Linked DNA regions of Anas platyrhynchos: region 2 is linked to region 1. Evidence: chromatin contacts called from public Hi-C data. All regions are on one chromosome and are shown on one strand. Each heading gives the region's core, a stretch centred on a gene start, on an enhancer-like site or on the middle of the called end of the contact. The rest is flanking DNA. Distances are from core to core; before and after follow the strand shown.

The links. A called contact is a pair of places that touch in the nucleus more often than the background predicts.
Region 2: a Hi-C map of skeletal muscle shows a contact between it and region 1, with 3 times the contacts expected there. The contact joins two enhancer-like sites. A contact is called at or near these places in 4 of 8 Hi-C or Micro-C datasets (liver, skeletal muscle and subcutaneous adipose tissue).

The regions. Positions count from the first base shown.
Region 1 is chr5:24,322,873-24,330,421 of IASCAAS_PekinDuck_T2T, reverse strand. It overlaps AREL1 (apoptosis resistant E3 ubiquitin protein ligase 1), which reads right to left. Exons shown (of 20, transcript XM_072038454.1): 20 at 4,709-7,549. Among named protein-coding and RNA genes, the nearest start is that of LTBP2, 17 kb to the left of the region's middle. Within about 2 kb of position 2,526, at least 2 of the 8 cell types and tissues checked have an H3K27ac peak or open chromatin away from gene starts, as enhancers often do.
Region 2 is chr5:24,435,810-24,443,358 of IASCAAS_PekinDuck_T2T, reverse strand. All of the region lies in intron 1 of SYNDIG1L (synapse differentiation inducing 1 like), which reads right to left. Among named protein-coding and RNA genes, the nearest start is that of SYNDIG1L, 4.6 kb to the right of the region's middle. Within about 2 kb of position 3,313, at least 2 of the 8 cell types and tissues checked have an H3K27ac peak or open chromatin away from gene starts, as enhancers often do.

The sequences.
Region 1 (7,549 bases), core at 1,277-3,776:
AAAGACTCCTGAGGTGCAGAGGGACACACGGGTGCCAGCACCCACCAGGGCCACAGGGCACGAGGGAGAGCCCCCCTTACAGGCCCAGCAGGATGCTGCGGGTGGCCCTTCCCGAGAGGGAAGAGGGTTTCTGGAAAGCTGTTAACACCCAGTTCCGTGAAGGATCTGCCTGTTCCTTGTTCAAGTATTAAATTAGCTTGATCCTAATTAGCTTGAGAACTATGACAGGATTAAAGCAGATTCTGCTGTCCTCTTCCTGCCTGGAGCCGCCAGCTGCCAAACACTCCTCCAGGTTAGCATCCTGGGCTTGCTTCGAGGCAGGCAGGAGGAAGCAGAGAGAAAGCTGCTTTTAACTCCTGTCCGTCAGAGGCAGGGTTTGGCCCCGAAGCAGGAAGGTTTGTTTGCTTTAAATCTTATTTAACCATGGGTGTTTTCATTATCCACATCCATGTCGCACCCTTTTATCCTCCCTTGGGGAGGGCAGGGAGGAAAGCTCTCGCTTTCCTCAGTCCATCTGTGGAGCAGACAGCTCCGCTCAGCCACGTGCTCCTTGCCTTTCAGTCCCTGCTGGCAGCCGCTTTGACCGTGTTCGACAAGACAAAGGGATCGGGAGGAGCTGTGCGTTTCCTCTGCACCCTCTTATCCTTTTATAGGCTTCTGCTTCAACACCACAGCCTCGTAGCAGCACCCGAGCCTCTGCCTGGGCCTTCACACAACCCCAGGCCTCCAAGGCTGAACCCAGCACCTGAGGAGCAGAGAGAGGTGTGGAACTGAGAAATGCAGACCGACAGGCACTTTCTGGTTGATAAGTGTTTCTGGAGTCTGAAGATGCCTCAGGTGCAGCATCACCATCCTACCCCCTTCCCTGGTGCCTTTCCCTCTGCTCTTTGCAGTGCCACTGAGCAGAGCAGTCAGCACCAACCGAGTTAGCTCTGCTTCCATTCCCACAGGCTCTCCGGAAAGCTGCGGTGCCTGCAGCTAATAGAGAAGTCCATTTCATTATAATGAGCCCTAAAAGGAGAACATCAGCTCTGTGTATAAACTCAATTACGCTTCCGTGGTCCATGTGGTAAAGCTCCCTCTCCCCCCTCACGCCGATGACTAATGTGTGTCCAAGAGCCTGAGGGAACGCATCTAATCTGGTTAGTGTTACTGCTGGTGTTTGTCCGTATCGAGCACATTATTCCTGCTGAGCTATTTGTCCTCAGCCTCCTGAGAGAGCCTGCTGCAGGTTAATCACAGGCGCGTAAATCCAGCTTCCTCCCATGCGTTTTCATGTGGTTGGAAACCAAAAGGGCAAGGGGGAGAGGGGCAGCGGGGACGAGGGGACGGTTCCTGGGTGCTGCCTTCCCCTACACCCCAAGCTGAGGGTTAGAGCAAGAAAATCTGCCGGCCAACCCCTCTGCTAGACCAAGAGGTTGCCTGAAAATAAGGGAATAAATAAAAAGGCAGCGGGAACCCAACCCGCAGGGTTTCAAGGCGACTATCGGCCCCCCTCTGGTGGCCAAGCAGCTGCAGGCACCCACTGTCGGCAGCGCCGGGCTGCCACCTCGCTGCCACCTCGCTGTCACCTCGCTGTCATCTGGCTGCTGGTCAGGGAAAAGGCTCATTGCCAGACCAGCCGGCGGCTGCCCATCCTTCCCCTTCTCTCTCCTGGAGCCCCAGTCCCGAAACAGGGCCCTGTTGTGCCAGGGGCTGCACAGGAGACTGTCAGCTCCTTGGGGTGGGGGCGACTCGGAGACAAAGGATGGGAAGATGGGGACGAGGAGACACGCCAGCACTGGTTAGCATCCCAGAGTGGTCCTGGGTGCTCTTGTCGATGGGCAGGACACAGCCCAACGACTGTGTCTAACTAGAAGACCCCAGGGCAATATATTTCCTACCACAATTTTTAGTTGCAGCAGTTGCTACCAGCGTGTCGCATGCTGGTCCCAAGCATTAGAAGGGCCTAGGAGGGGGAAGGCAGCGTACCACTGACTGCCCTAATCACAAACTAGTGATAAGGTGGCTGCCAGTGCTCCCTACGTGAATGGCTGAGGCTGTTCCCCACCAGCAACGAAGGTTTCCATGACTCTGATCTAGCCTCTAAGCAGCAAACTGCTTCCCTGGGCACATCCGAGCCTCCTGGCGCTGCTTTCTTCATCCTCCAAGAGGACCAGAGAGAGATCTCTTTCCCTGTGTCTCTCCAGCCACTGCAGCGAGTGGCACTGCTCCATCGCACAGCAACCTTACGCTTCAGCTACCGGCGCACAAGAGAGCCCCAGGCAGCTGTTCATGCTGGTAAGAGATTAAATTTCTAAGATTACTTAGACAATTGCATCAGTTTACAGGGCTTCAGCATTATGCTAGCATAAATCCCTAAATTAAGGGATGGGTACGGGCCAACACGCTTCTCACAGCTTATCAGAGAGTTGCCTCAAGAGGGAGAGAAGAATGTGGTTTTGGCCACTGCAGAGTCACTCCCCCCACAAAAACACCCAAATTCACTCTGGCCTTCACATGCCTCACAGAAAACCCTGGAGCAGCCTTAGGCCAATTCTAGTCTCTCCATCCCTCATCTGGTGCAAGAGCCCAGCTTCCTTTGTCTGTATTCACTGCAGCTTGTCCCAAGAACAGCTTGGCTCCCAGCCCCGCTCCCCACTTCCAACCCAGTGTGCAACTGCCCACGCCCCAGCATACTTCGTAGCACGCCATCCCAGCAGAAGGGTAGCTGGAAAAGACTGATCAGGAATTTTGGGTGAACTTCAGCTACAGCTGTTTTGTTTTACTGAAAAAAAAAAAAAAAAAAAAAAAAAGTTATAGCAAATTATGTCTAAAAATGAACACATTCATGCAGCAACACCTCCCTCCTACAATCAAGTTCCATGCTCTTGAGAGCAGAGATTAGGGTTTCTCACGCATTCAATGAAAAAAAAAATATAGAAGAGAAAAGCAAAGAAAAACCACAAAGCACAAATAAGAAGAGAGTTTAACAGGAAGATTCGAAAATTGCAGATTGTGCACCGGAAGGTTTATGCCAAGACAGGCTGAGGTTCTGGTGGACTGCAATGTTTCCCATAAGTGTTTTTCTTTTCTAGTTCCCATAATCATATGTTTGAACTTTTTTCTCATGTGCCAGTCAGACACAAGATGGTAGCAGAACAGCCAGAAATGTAAAAAGCGTACATATTCACTATGGGAATGAGGAGTTACTGCTTGGTTCATAACGTTATAGCTGGGCTGGTCAGTTGAAAGAGAAAAAAAAATACTATCCAAATAAAGCGTGTTTTCCCCCAGTGCTCCACTCACTCAGGTTATCTGAAGAAACATCACAATAAAGTGGTGACCAGGGCAGCCAGATGGCATCACACATCCTGCCATCAGGGGCAGAAACTTTAGCACCTCCATCACGCTGAAGTCATTCAGTCCACCAAGCTCTCCTTCACACCCAAAGGGATCGTGTTTCTGAAAATGCCAGCCTCAGCTTGGCTCTCTTCCCACGAGAAATACCAGGCACGGCACATAAAGACACGTCCACGTGGTTTGCTGTGCATCATTTTGGTCAGGTTGCAGACAAGCTGTTCGCCTTTAAGTGCCTTCACCCCAGCCCTAGACTCACAACCACAGATTTCCAGGGGATGCTAGGACTTAGTCTCTGGATTCTTCATGACACCACTGCTTCATCTGCCCTCTCTGAGTCGAGAATAAGAAGGCCTTGTTCCTGCAGGGAGCTTCGAAATAATGCCACCACCCAGTACAACACCAGAGGCAATCCCCAAACCTCACATATACTGCTCACTCTCTTCTTTAGCCAGAATTCAGGTCCTGACAGCCAGAACCAAGGCTAGATGCTGGTTTCACAATCTGTAACAGCATCTGCCAAGTTACATGGCGGACTGCATGCAGAGAGCCAGTGCTATGCGCTCCAAAGATGGGCTAAATATTTGCACAGCTCAGGAAATGCTGTTTTCATTGCTTATAGGCAGCAATGCTAACAGACACAAATACTTTGCAGAATTTACTCAAGCTTAAAAATAAATATTTTAATCCTTAATCTTAAAAAAAAAAAAAAAAAAAAAAAAAAACAGTCCAAGGAAAACTAGTGGTAAATGCCCTTTTCATCCAAGCTGGGAGCAGCTCAAGCTCAGAGAATCACAGCAATTCAGTACGGCCTCTGAAGGTTACCAGCTGAAACCTTACCAAGTTGTTTGTTAGCAGGCACTTGCACACACAGGCACCCTGCAATCTGAAAGCCTCTTGTACAAGGTAAGAAGACACAAAGGTCTCAGATACCTCCCCTTTCCCTTTCTCTTTTCATCCAGCCCTCTTGGCTGTACAGGGAAACACAAGCAGCATCAACACCTGCAGCTCAGAGTGAGTCAGGTGGCACACAGTGAGATTAAAACCTACCTGCACCAGCTGCATTCTTAACGTACACACAGAATTCCTTAAAATACCCTCTGGCTTTACCAGTTGCTTCTGCCCATTTTCCAGAAGCCTCACAGCAGCGTGCGAGCCCTGGAGCAGAATGCTGCCCCTTCCCAGGATCTCAGAGGACCTGGGTTCAGTCGGGCACCCTGCAAGGCCACAGGCAGAGCTCACCCTTTACCCTCTGCAGGGAGCCTCAGCAAGAGGCCCGGAGACCTGAAGCAGCCCCTCACCCCTGCACAGCATTGTCCAGCTTGATTCCCTCTGCACAGCCCAGAAAGAACACTGAGCAACAAGGCAGCATTTTTAAAATATTTTATTTATTATACAAACTATTTACAAAATCAGCTACTACAACCACAGGCTTCCAAATTTTGGCTGAACTCTGCCAGAAATTCAACAGAGGGAACTAGAATCTGACCTGTATCATCCACAGCTCCTTGTTTCTAAAAACATGCAACATGGTCTGCAGGTGCAGGCTGAAGCCAGACCCCAAAAACAGCTTCAGGAAACGTGGAACCTGTCTGACACAGTACCAGGATCCTAAAGCCTTCTAGGGAAGTGCCTCTATCAAGTGGGAATAAATAAGGATAAAAAGAAAAGTAACAAGCCTGTGTCAGATGAAACATGACCAGAGCGCATCCCCGCTGCCAGTGGTAAGGGCAGCATAAAAAGTGAACACACTTTTAAGGGTATAAAGCTAGAGACAAGTTTAGAAACATTGTGAGGGATCCCAGGAACACGGGATCACCTAGGAGCCTGTGGAGACAATGGAGATGGGTTTAACTGACTAACAGCACCTGCACCCATCACAGTTCTGACTGCGCTTGTGTTGAGAAGTTCCTTGGCTCTGTACAGCCACTGAGAAGTGTGGGGTGCTGGCTGTAGGACAGTAAGAAACTTTAAGGAGCTCTTTCCAGCAGAGGAAGACTGCCCAATGTCCGGCTACTTCGTCCTCAGAGTAAAGAAGTCCAGCTCAGTAGAAGGGAGGATTCCTGAGGAAGATGTCATTGGCAAAGTTGGCCCATACCTACGAGTCTGGAGATGTTCTCAGCAGGTGAGACTGCAAGACAGGGCTGCAACGTGGGAAGGGCAGCAGGCTGCACCTCCCAGCAAACAGGAGTCAAGCCAAGCACCGCCACCTTTCTCTCAGCCTCTGGAGAAAGCAGTCAAGTGGTGGTGCAGAGAAGACAGCAGCCACGCCTGTACCGACCATGGAAGCCACCCACGGTGTAAAAAACAGCACTGTGCTCTCCACCCAAAGGTCAGGACCCTACAAAACGGAGACTGCGCTAGAAAGGGGAGCACAGACACTACTGAAGTGACCTGTCAGAGCACAGTGGTGGCACCTCTCAAGCTGGCAGTCTCCCAGCATCTCGGTGCCAGTGATGGAATGAATTCACAGGGCAAAGAATCCCCCTGAGTAGTCTCAATGCTCAGCTGGCTGCTTTTTGGCACCAAAATGGCTTGTATCTTTCTGTACAGGAGTAGCACACTCAGACCAAGAATGGCTAAGATGCTGCCTTAACAGAAACACTTTCTAGATACAGAATGTTTCCCCAAATTCCCAGTCAACTCAACTAAGCTACACTGGGAAAAGAATATACAGTTATCTTAAAAAATTCTTACTGTGCAGAAGTCTGCCTGGATCAGACTGAGGACAGAAGGGGGCTGAGGAGGATGAAGTGAATTTTTATCTAATATGGTGTTCTGAAGTTAGCTCAGGGGTGCCAGCTTGAGACTCTATTCCGGAAGAAATCCAGCCATTCCATAATCCCGTGAAAGCTTACATTGCAAGCAGCAGCAATGCAGGTTTCTCACACTTGCCAGCATGCCTTTGACTCCTGATCTGAACTAAGAAACTGCTGGGAACTTAAAGATCTTCTTGAATTCTGCTTCACTGAAGAACCTATCAAGATTCCCAGGCGCCTGTTCCCTTTATTTCCTTGGGATGGCTGGACGGACTGCCAGCTTGGCACACCCTAATCGTGCAGGTCTGCCCACTCCTCTCCCCACAAGCCAGACAGTGGTGGGTGTGATGTACCATCCGTGCAGGCTGTTGAGTGATCGTCTGAGTGAAGTTCTAATTAACATTTCGTGCTGGAAAGCCAGCAGCCCTGAACGGGGCAGCAGGAAAAGGAGAGCTCAAGAAAGAAGGTAGGTAGGACAGAAAGCCAGCTGCTCTGCAGGCACCAACAACCCTCTGCAAACTCTGCCTGAAATGCAGTAAAGAGAGAGAAGCCTCAGGCTGCTGCATGACAGAGGTAGAAGCCAAGACCCTGTGGTGTGGCTGGGAGGAGGTACGGTGCTCTGCCCGGTACCATCGCCCCCACAACACAAGACCAGCACGCATCGTAGCATCTCACCGACCTGCCACTGTTCCTACATCACATACATACCCTGAAGGTGGAGGTGGGATAGGCATTGGTGTTCAGCATTGAGGGATCACAGTCATGCCCATACCCTCTCTCCTGAGGAAGGAAAAAGAAGGCAAGGGCGTGGGACAGCTTCCTGTGCAACATCATTAATCAGAAACATTCAGCGGAGGAGAAACTCCTCTTCCAGTTCATTTGCAAAGGCTCATTACCAGCTGCTGCTGGAGAAGGACGCTTCAGCTGCTGGACCCTGGTGGAGGTAGTACAGAATCACTGTCAGGGCCAGCACTTGTGCTCTGATGAGACTGATCTCCCCTTTGGGTTGCTCCCTCCAGGGAGGGGTACTGCCCATTTTTCTCGGTGGCACGGGTGACGGGATAGCAGCATCCAGAGCAAGACGGAGAAGGAGAAGCAGAAACCCTTCTGGGACAGGTGCTGGAAGGAGGGACAACCCTGCACCCTTCATGAGTGATGGAGTTAGATGAGCTGTTGGGGAGCATCACTGGGGGAGTTGAGCCAAGACGTGGGAAGTTACTAGGGCTTCCCGTGAACCAGGTTTCCAGCAGAGCTCCACACCGGTCTTCCCCCTTCTTCCCTGAGAGCTACGATCAAGGCAGCTCAGCATGCTGCTTGCACCTCACTGCAACTTCTGCTCATGTACTCTTCTCACAGACGGACGGGTGTACAGGGTGCAGGGATATCCTGTGCAGTATTTCCGTGATGAGCACACCACACTCCTGCTGCTGTTTCACACTGAACCAAAGGGA
Region 2 (7,549 bases), core at 2,064-4,563, 110 kb before region 1:
GAGGAGCGCTTGCTATTTTGGCTCTCCAACCCACCTTGGCACAAAGACACTGCGTAGTGAGATACCCGAATCCCCCAGGAGAGAGAGAAACGATCGCCCTGTGCTCCTCGGCACCCGAGCGCTGTGTTTTACAGCCGCTCTCCGGCACCTTCCCGGCTCCCGGAGCGTGCCACCCTCTTGCCTCGCAAGCCCAAAGGTTGCTTCTCCTCCCCAGAGACCTCTGCAGCTGCTTCCTCTGCAGGATGCTGCGCGGCAGAGGCACGCTGCCACCTGCTACAGGGCTCCCAGTGGCGCACCAGCCTTTCTGACGGGAGGTGCATCACCTTGGCTCCAAACCAACCCTCGGGAGGAAAACAGAAATGAAGGAGTTGGAGCCGAAAGCTCCAGGGAGTGAACAGCCCGATTGCCTCCCAAGCGGTCCTGTTCCCCTCAGACGAATTCTGCCACAGTGCACAGGTTTGAGTGCTGTAGCCTGTTGTAAATGTCCTCGTTGATGGGTTTTGTTTTGGCAGCGGTCGTTGCATTTTGGAAAGCTGTTCAGGAAAATGAAGCCATTCAAAAGCACTCCTGCATCGCTAAAGCACTGCACATTTTGGCGAGTGCCCTCCACACCTCCCTCCCCCAAATCATTGTCTGCTCTCCTCACCCTCCCACCTTACTAATAAAGCACTCAGTGGCTCCTGTGGCAGATGGCTGCGAAGCATTTTCCCAATATTTAAAGACGATGCCTATTGGTACCACAGAGCATTTTATTTCCTGCACAGAGCCAGATAAATGTGCTCGGAGCACAAAGCCTCCTCCCTGCTTCCAGGTGAGGAACGCACAAACATCTTCTTTGCTTCCCTCAACATGCAGATTAGATTTCTGATGAAATATGTTTCTTTTTTAATGAAATTATAAGGGCTGACCAGACCCTGAGCATCCCTCAAATGTAGGAGCCCAACCTGGAGCAGGACACCTTGCAGCAGGACACCAAGGTCCAGCAAGAGAGAGCTGGTGGTTGTGCTGAGGCACCAACACCTCGTCTCCAGAAGTGTTTCTGGCTCTGAACCACGATGGAGAGGGATGGCAACCTGCTGGGATCCGAGCCCAAATGTGCTGGGAAGCAGCCGCAGCCGGGCTGTGGGCAGGCTGCCAGCAAGAGGATGCTGCAGGCGTGGAGGATGCTGCCTGTCATGCACCAGGTCGTCGGCACCGATTTTGAGGAGGGAGAGAGGTGTGTGGCAAAGCTGCTGGCTCACAGCTGGCTGGCACTCAGCACATGGGCTGAAGAAAGAAGGGCCAAGAGGCATTAGGAACCCCAAAAGTGGCGTGGGAGAAGGCAGGGGGTGCTCAGGGTGTGTGCTCTGAAGCGCACGAGCTGGATGAAGTGGGGCTGCCACCTCCAGCAGGGGCTGCAGGAGGGGTCCTCGTGGCCACATGGGGAGCCCAGAAGAGCAACTCCTCTCTCTGGGAGAAGCATGGGGTGGTAACGGGGCTGCTGGGACCAGGAGGAAATGAAGAATGAAGGTCTCACTGCCATTCTCATACAGATGCAGCGGGACCATGGAGTGCAGCTGTAGCACCCATTGGGCTGACTGCAATGGCACGCCTCTGCAGGGCAGGCTTGTACCATGCACTGGGCCATAAAAACACCAGAGATAATACTGGAGGGAATCACGGGGAGAGTGCAGGGCTGGGAAGAACCAGTGCAGCCCTGCGGTCTTCCCCAAACCCCATTCGTTTTATCTGGATCCCATAGAGAATTTGGCCACACTGGGACTGAATAAAGTAAGCCCGGTAATAACCAGGCTTGGGGGAAGAGGAACGGAACAGACATCCTCTGGCCTTGTGTCCGGCCAGGACACCCCTGAGGGGCAGAGCCCCGTGCCTCAGCCATCACTGCAGGCAGGCTGAGCCCTGCAGAGGACAGGAGCAAATGCTGGCTCCCTGCAAACTGCTTCATCCCCCTGGCACCACGAACCATGAGACTGGGCTCCCCCAGGCTCCCCCAGGCAGCTGCAGCGTTCTCCAGCCCATTGCTGGATGGAAAGAGCCAAAATAAGGCCTGACAATAACGAGGTGCCAACCCCAGCTCTGCTCATCGTGCAGCCCAGCCCCGCACCCCGGCCCCGTGGCTGGCGCAGGTTGGCGGCGCAGCCCTCGCTGGGACCCTCAGCGCAGATGCTGGCCACGATAAGCCCAGTTAATGGTGAATTAAGTAGCTGTTCCAGGAATCAATCATCGTCTAATTGCCCTGTCAAGCAAACACTCTGCCTGGCTTCCCGGGCTCATTAGGAGGTTGGGATTTCTTTGCACGTCCCCAGGCTCCCGAGTGAGAAGGTCAGCTCTGCCTGGCCAGAGGCTGTCCCTTGGGACCAGCACCCTGCAGGCTGGCGTGCTCGGGGAGTGATGCCCGCTGTGCTGCCGTGTCCCTGATGGGTCTGGGGGCAGGGGACAGCACAAACTGCTGGGAAGCAGCATCACAGAGAGGTACAGCTGCTGTGGCCCCAGGACAGCAACGGTCCCACTCCTGATGGAGCAGGGACATGGAGATGTGGCCGGCACCCTTCCCATCACAGCTGTGAGCCTTGGGGTCAGGTGCAGCTCGAGGGGAGAATAAAAACCCTTTTATCAGGCCAGCAGGCATCGCTGCAGAAAGCAGCCGTGCTCTGGCTGGCGGAGGAGGAATGAGGAATGAGGACACGTGGCGGCAGCCGTGGCACCCAGAGGAGCAAAGGGGCACGGTGGGGGCAGCGGTGGGAGAGGATTGACACGGAGCCAACAGGCACGGGTTAGAGGGAGGACAGCTGAGCGTGTTTGTGATGGGAAGCAGCAAATTCACAACTTCAATGCAGCCAGTTTGATGGAGCTGGAAGGGGTGAGCTGATCTCTCACTCGTCTGATCTCCTAACGGGTACAGAGCCAGGGCCTCGGCAGCGGGCTCCCGGCTCCAGCAGAGACGAAATTGCTGCGAGAATTGGGACGCGGTGGGCTGCTTCTCAAGGCTGGCGAGTCAAATTGGGCAATTTCCAGGTGGAAGCCGAGCCTTTGCTCTCCCTGGTTAAAACGTTTCTCTGCAGCAGCGCTTCCACCCCGCTGCGCCCAGAGCTCCTGCGCCGCTCCTAACGGGGAGCAACAGCACATCCAGCCCCCGGGGCGCTTCGGCAGCAGCGACCCCAGCCCCTAAACCTCTGGAAATCAACTCCGGCCGTGAGCTCCGAGCTAGGAGAAGGGGGCTGCCCTCCAACCCCGGCTGTCCTGCCCCCGGGGGGCCGCTGCCACCGCGTCCCCTCGGGCCCGGCGTTTGGAGAGGTGGCCGCTAGATGTCCCAGGTGCTCCACGCAGCGCGGGGGCCGGGGGAAGGCACAGAGTGGAAAGGCACCGGGGGGGTCCCCAAGTGCGTGCCCCGGCTGCGAGGGGGGCGTTCACCGAGCTGGGGGGCGGTGGGGATGGAGGAGGGCTGGAGGAGAGGGGTGGTGGTGAGACACGCGGCTGTGCGGGCGGCTAGGTGTAAAATTAGCACGTCCGGAGTCTCTCCGTGTCCTTTTTTTTCAGCTGGAGAGACACCAAGTAAACAAAGCTGCTGGCAGGAGTTCCCGCAGCCTGGCTCGGGGTGCGGGGTGCGATGCAGGGGCTGCCCTGGCGCTGCAGCCTGTGGGGTGGCTGCCCAAGGGGTGACCTGGCCGGCAGCACTGGGCTGGGGAGGTGGCCAGGACAGGATTGGGGCTGGGTGAGCCCTGGAGGTGCCAACAGCCGCGCTGGGACCATCAGCTCAGCCCTAGGGACTTGTGCACTTGCGCCCACCCAACCTCCAGCCCCGCAGAGCGCTCAGCAGCCAGCCCTGGTGAGCAGCGGGAGCACTCGGTGCCCATCAAAACCGATTGATAGCTCCCACCGGAGGCCTCTGTGCCTTGCCACACGTTGGTTTGATGGCCAAGAGGGATTGCTGGGGGAAAGCACGGGTCAGCACGATGACTCCAGCGCGGGGAGGCTGCCGGGGCTGTCGCTCAGCATCGCCAGCCCTTGGAGGCACCAGCCCGCCAGGAGAGCTCGGCCACACAATTCCAGCCCAGAATTTCCAGGGAAAAGCAAATTCCCATCCTGCTGCAACACCCAAATCACCGGCCTGGAGGAACATCACCCCAGGCTGGGGGCAGGCTTCAAGCTCCCCTTGCCCAGCTCAGGACCACCCTCAGGAAATCTTGTGGCTGCTGCACGCGAAGCTGCCTGGAGAGATGGGTACTGGCTCCCAGCCCTCAGTGCAACAGCCTGCCTGGAAACACCCGTGTGTGTAGGGCTGCTGAGAACCAAAATTACGGGGCCTTGTGCCTTGCAGAAGCTCGCAGCCTGGAGGCAGACCCGTTCCTTGCCCAGACCAGGCTCCCTGCATGGGGTGCCCGCATGGACACCAAGCCCACGCTGCCAGGAGCAGCTCACGGAGCTCCCCCAAGGCTCTCTGATGGCCAGGGTGTTCTTGCTGCTGCTGGGAGGCACACAGAAGCTTGTGCCTGTGGATTGTAATTTTACTCATGGCTGGTTTTCCTACGCCAGTGGTTACAGTCTTCGGTTTCCCATCACATTTTCCTCATCACTATTTATACCTAGCACTGAACTGCACACGGTGGGTATCCCAGGTGGCTCCAAGCTCCTCTCATGTCTCCTTACATGTCACCCTGTGCTCCAGTCCCACCATCTCCACTTCAAGGCTCTTTTCCTTCACGTCCCCCAGGCCATGGCACCCTGAGGTGCTCCCCTGGCCACAGCCTGCCACCCAGAGCAGGAGTGACCTGGCAAACATCACCCTGCTTTCCTCCAGGAGAGAGACCTGAACCCCGGCTTCATCCTGGATCTCCCTCCAAGTCCCCCCTCTGTCAGTCGAGGCTGGCAATGTAAAGCAGTTGTTCGGGGCTGCTCATTTGTCTCTGTTTAAAACATATACGTACAAATGATTCATAACCACCCTGAAGGCTGACGCATGCCATCACCTCCCTTCCCCACCGTCCTGTTTATTTTATCTGCCTTCATTCAGCTCAGGGCTATTTCCACCCTGCTTGCTGTGGCCCTGTTCTCCTGGGGCATCCCTGTGCCCCTGCACACTTCAGATGTTTAATTCATTTGCCAATGAGCTGCTCTCCCTTTAAAAAATGAACTTACACTCTGGGCACGGCACATCTCTAGCTTATTTTTCCAACCCCTAAGTTTCCAAACACGGCCTGTGCTCATCGTGGGTGCAGCCAGCTGGTCTCCAGCAGAGGAAGAGATCCCTCCATTCCTGCTCCAAACAAACCTCAAAGGTTAGGCTGTCACCCAGCTGCAGCTCTTGCTGGCAGCTCTTGCTGGCCCTGCAGCCCCCTGGGGCAGCCAGGAGCATCTGCAAGGGCAAAGACACGCAGGACACGACTGCTAGGTTACCTGCCATGGGGCTGGGAAGAGCCGATGAAAACCGATGTCATGTGCTCTTTTTAATGTCTCTGTCAAGTCCTGACCACGGCTTGCTGAGTGGCCCCCTGAGCTTGCCCTTGCCTTTGCTGTATCCATGCTTTCCCTCTCTTTCTGGCTCATTGCTCTTCCCCAGGCTGGATTTAGACCAGCCCCTCCTGGCACTGCGCTCAGGCTGCACCCCTAAAGCTGCTGTCAGCATGCTCCTGGCATGTCCCTGCTGCATGGGGACAAGCCACAGCCCCGTCCATCTCACCCTGCCTGGCATCTTGGGGTCTGTGGGGTCTGCGGGGCATTCGGGGAGAGCCCAGCCCCGGAGCTCCACCACAACTGGGGAGGCTCGACCTGGCCCCATGGGGCTGGGTGGAAATTGTCACGCAATCATTTGGTTCTCCAGAAACAGAGCCTGGGGACAAACCCTGTGCCTGCCTTTGTTTTTCAAGAGAGAGATGAAACGTTTCGCTCCAAAGGGAAGCTGTTGGAAGCGAGGCACCTGAAAAACACTGGAGACGAGTGCAGCTTTCCCCTCCAGGCTGACCAAGGCATTTGGACTGCTTTGCTGCCTTTTGCGCTTCACTAAGAAGCAGCAGCAGTAAGACTATTTGGAGGAAATCTATAATGGACTTTTTTTTTTTTTCCTGTCTCAATGCTGTGGCTTGGCTCCTCAGCTGGAAAAGTCAATCATTTGCCCATCACTAATTCTACAGATAGAGAAAAGCTGGCTCAAGATCTGGCCTAAAATAACCCCCTTGAACTTGTACCACGAGCACTGCCTGCCAGAATCAGGCCCAGCTTTAGAAAATAGGCAGAAAAGAGCAAAAAATCTGCCTGATTCAGAGCAAATGCCTGCAAGAGAGCTAGAAAACAACTCCGGGCATGGCTGTTAAACAGGAGGGAGGGCAGTGGTCAAGGAGAGGTGAGAGACCTGGGGAAGGGGCATGGTGCTTCAGTGTCCGGAGGGTCTGATGCCAACGGGGTTGGGGGCAGGATGGGCAGAGCTGTGGGCTTCACCTCGTCCTCCCCCACCTCAGAGGGCAGGGAGGGGTTTGGTACCAGGCAAAAGCCGGGATTTGCTGTACAAATTCACCGCGCCGGAGCTGCAGCAAATTACTCATTCTTTAATAATCGTGTTTATTACCTGCCTCTGATGGTGGTTCAGGGAGTTGAAGTGAAGCCGATTCAGCTCCCCGAAGCTTTCGGTCTGCCAGCCATTTTCATGACACGAGAAACTTTTGCCGGAGAAATGCAGCCACTACATCTTTGATTGGGTAATTCCTGCTCCTGACAGCCTACAAAGTAACCAGCTATTATCCCCAGGGGACCGGGGCTTTTTTTTTTTGCCTTGTGTTGTTGCAGGCAGCCTCAGACCCCGCTCCTCTGCTTAGCCCTGTCATTTACGTAGTGCTACCTTCCACTCGGGGTCCTCCTGGGGAAAAAAAAAAGGTTTCTACCGGTGACAGATCCTGAGCTGACGGAAAGGCGATTTGTTTTCCAGAGGCAAAGCAACCCGGCAAAGTGGCTTGGTGGCGAAGAGCCTAGGTTTGGCGAAACCCGCAGCAGCTTCGGAGAAGGAATCATAACCAGGCGCTGGTCTGGCACTGAGAGCTCTCCCCTTCCCAACTCCTGGGCTCTCGGCTCTTCCCCCGGGCACAGGCAGGCACAGGGGCACCGGGCGGAGGTGCAGCTCCGGCGGGGCACGGGGCGGCCACGGCTCCCCGCTGCCCACGGCTGCAGGAGCGAGCCCCGTCCCTGCCCCTGCCGCTGCCCGGGGGTGCCCGGGGGGAGCCGGGGGAGGGTCTCGGGGGGCTCCGTGGGCTGGGCAGGAGGGCGGGCAGCCCCCAAGTCCTGCGGGCGGCCGAGCTGCCTGGCCGGGAGCCCCGCAGGCTGCCTCCCGTGCACGCAGCAGCGCAAGGTGCCATTGCAGCTCCCGTGCCATAGCTGGCCTGCAAAACTTTTCCCGAAATCCTGCCATTTCGCCCCCCCCCACCCGCCCCCCGGCCCCAGCAGCAGGCGCTCCCTCCCCGGCTGCCCGCTGCCCGCTTTCTGCACCTCGCAGCCCCCCGGCACGGCCCGACACCCCCCGCCACCTTCCTCATCTATTCCCTCCGGGACCCCCCGTCCCCTCTCC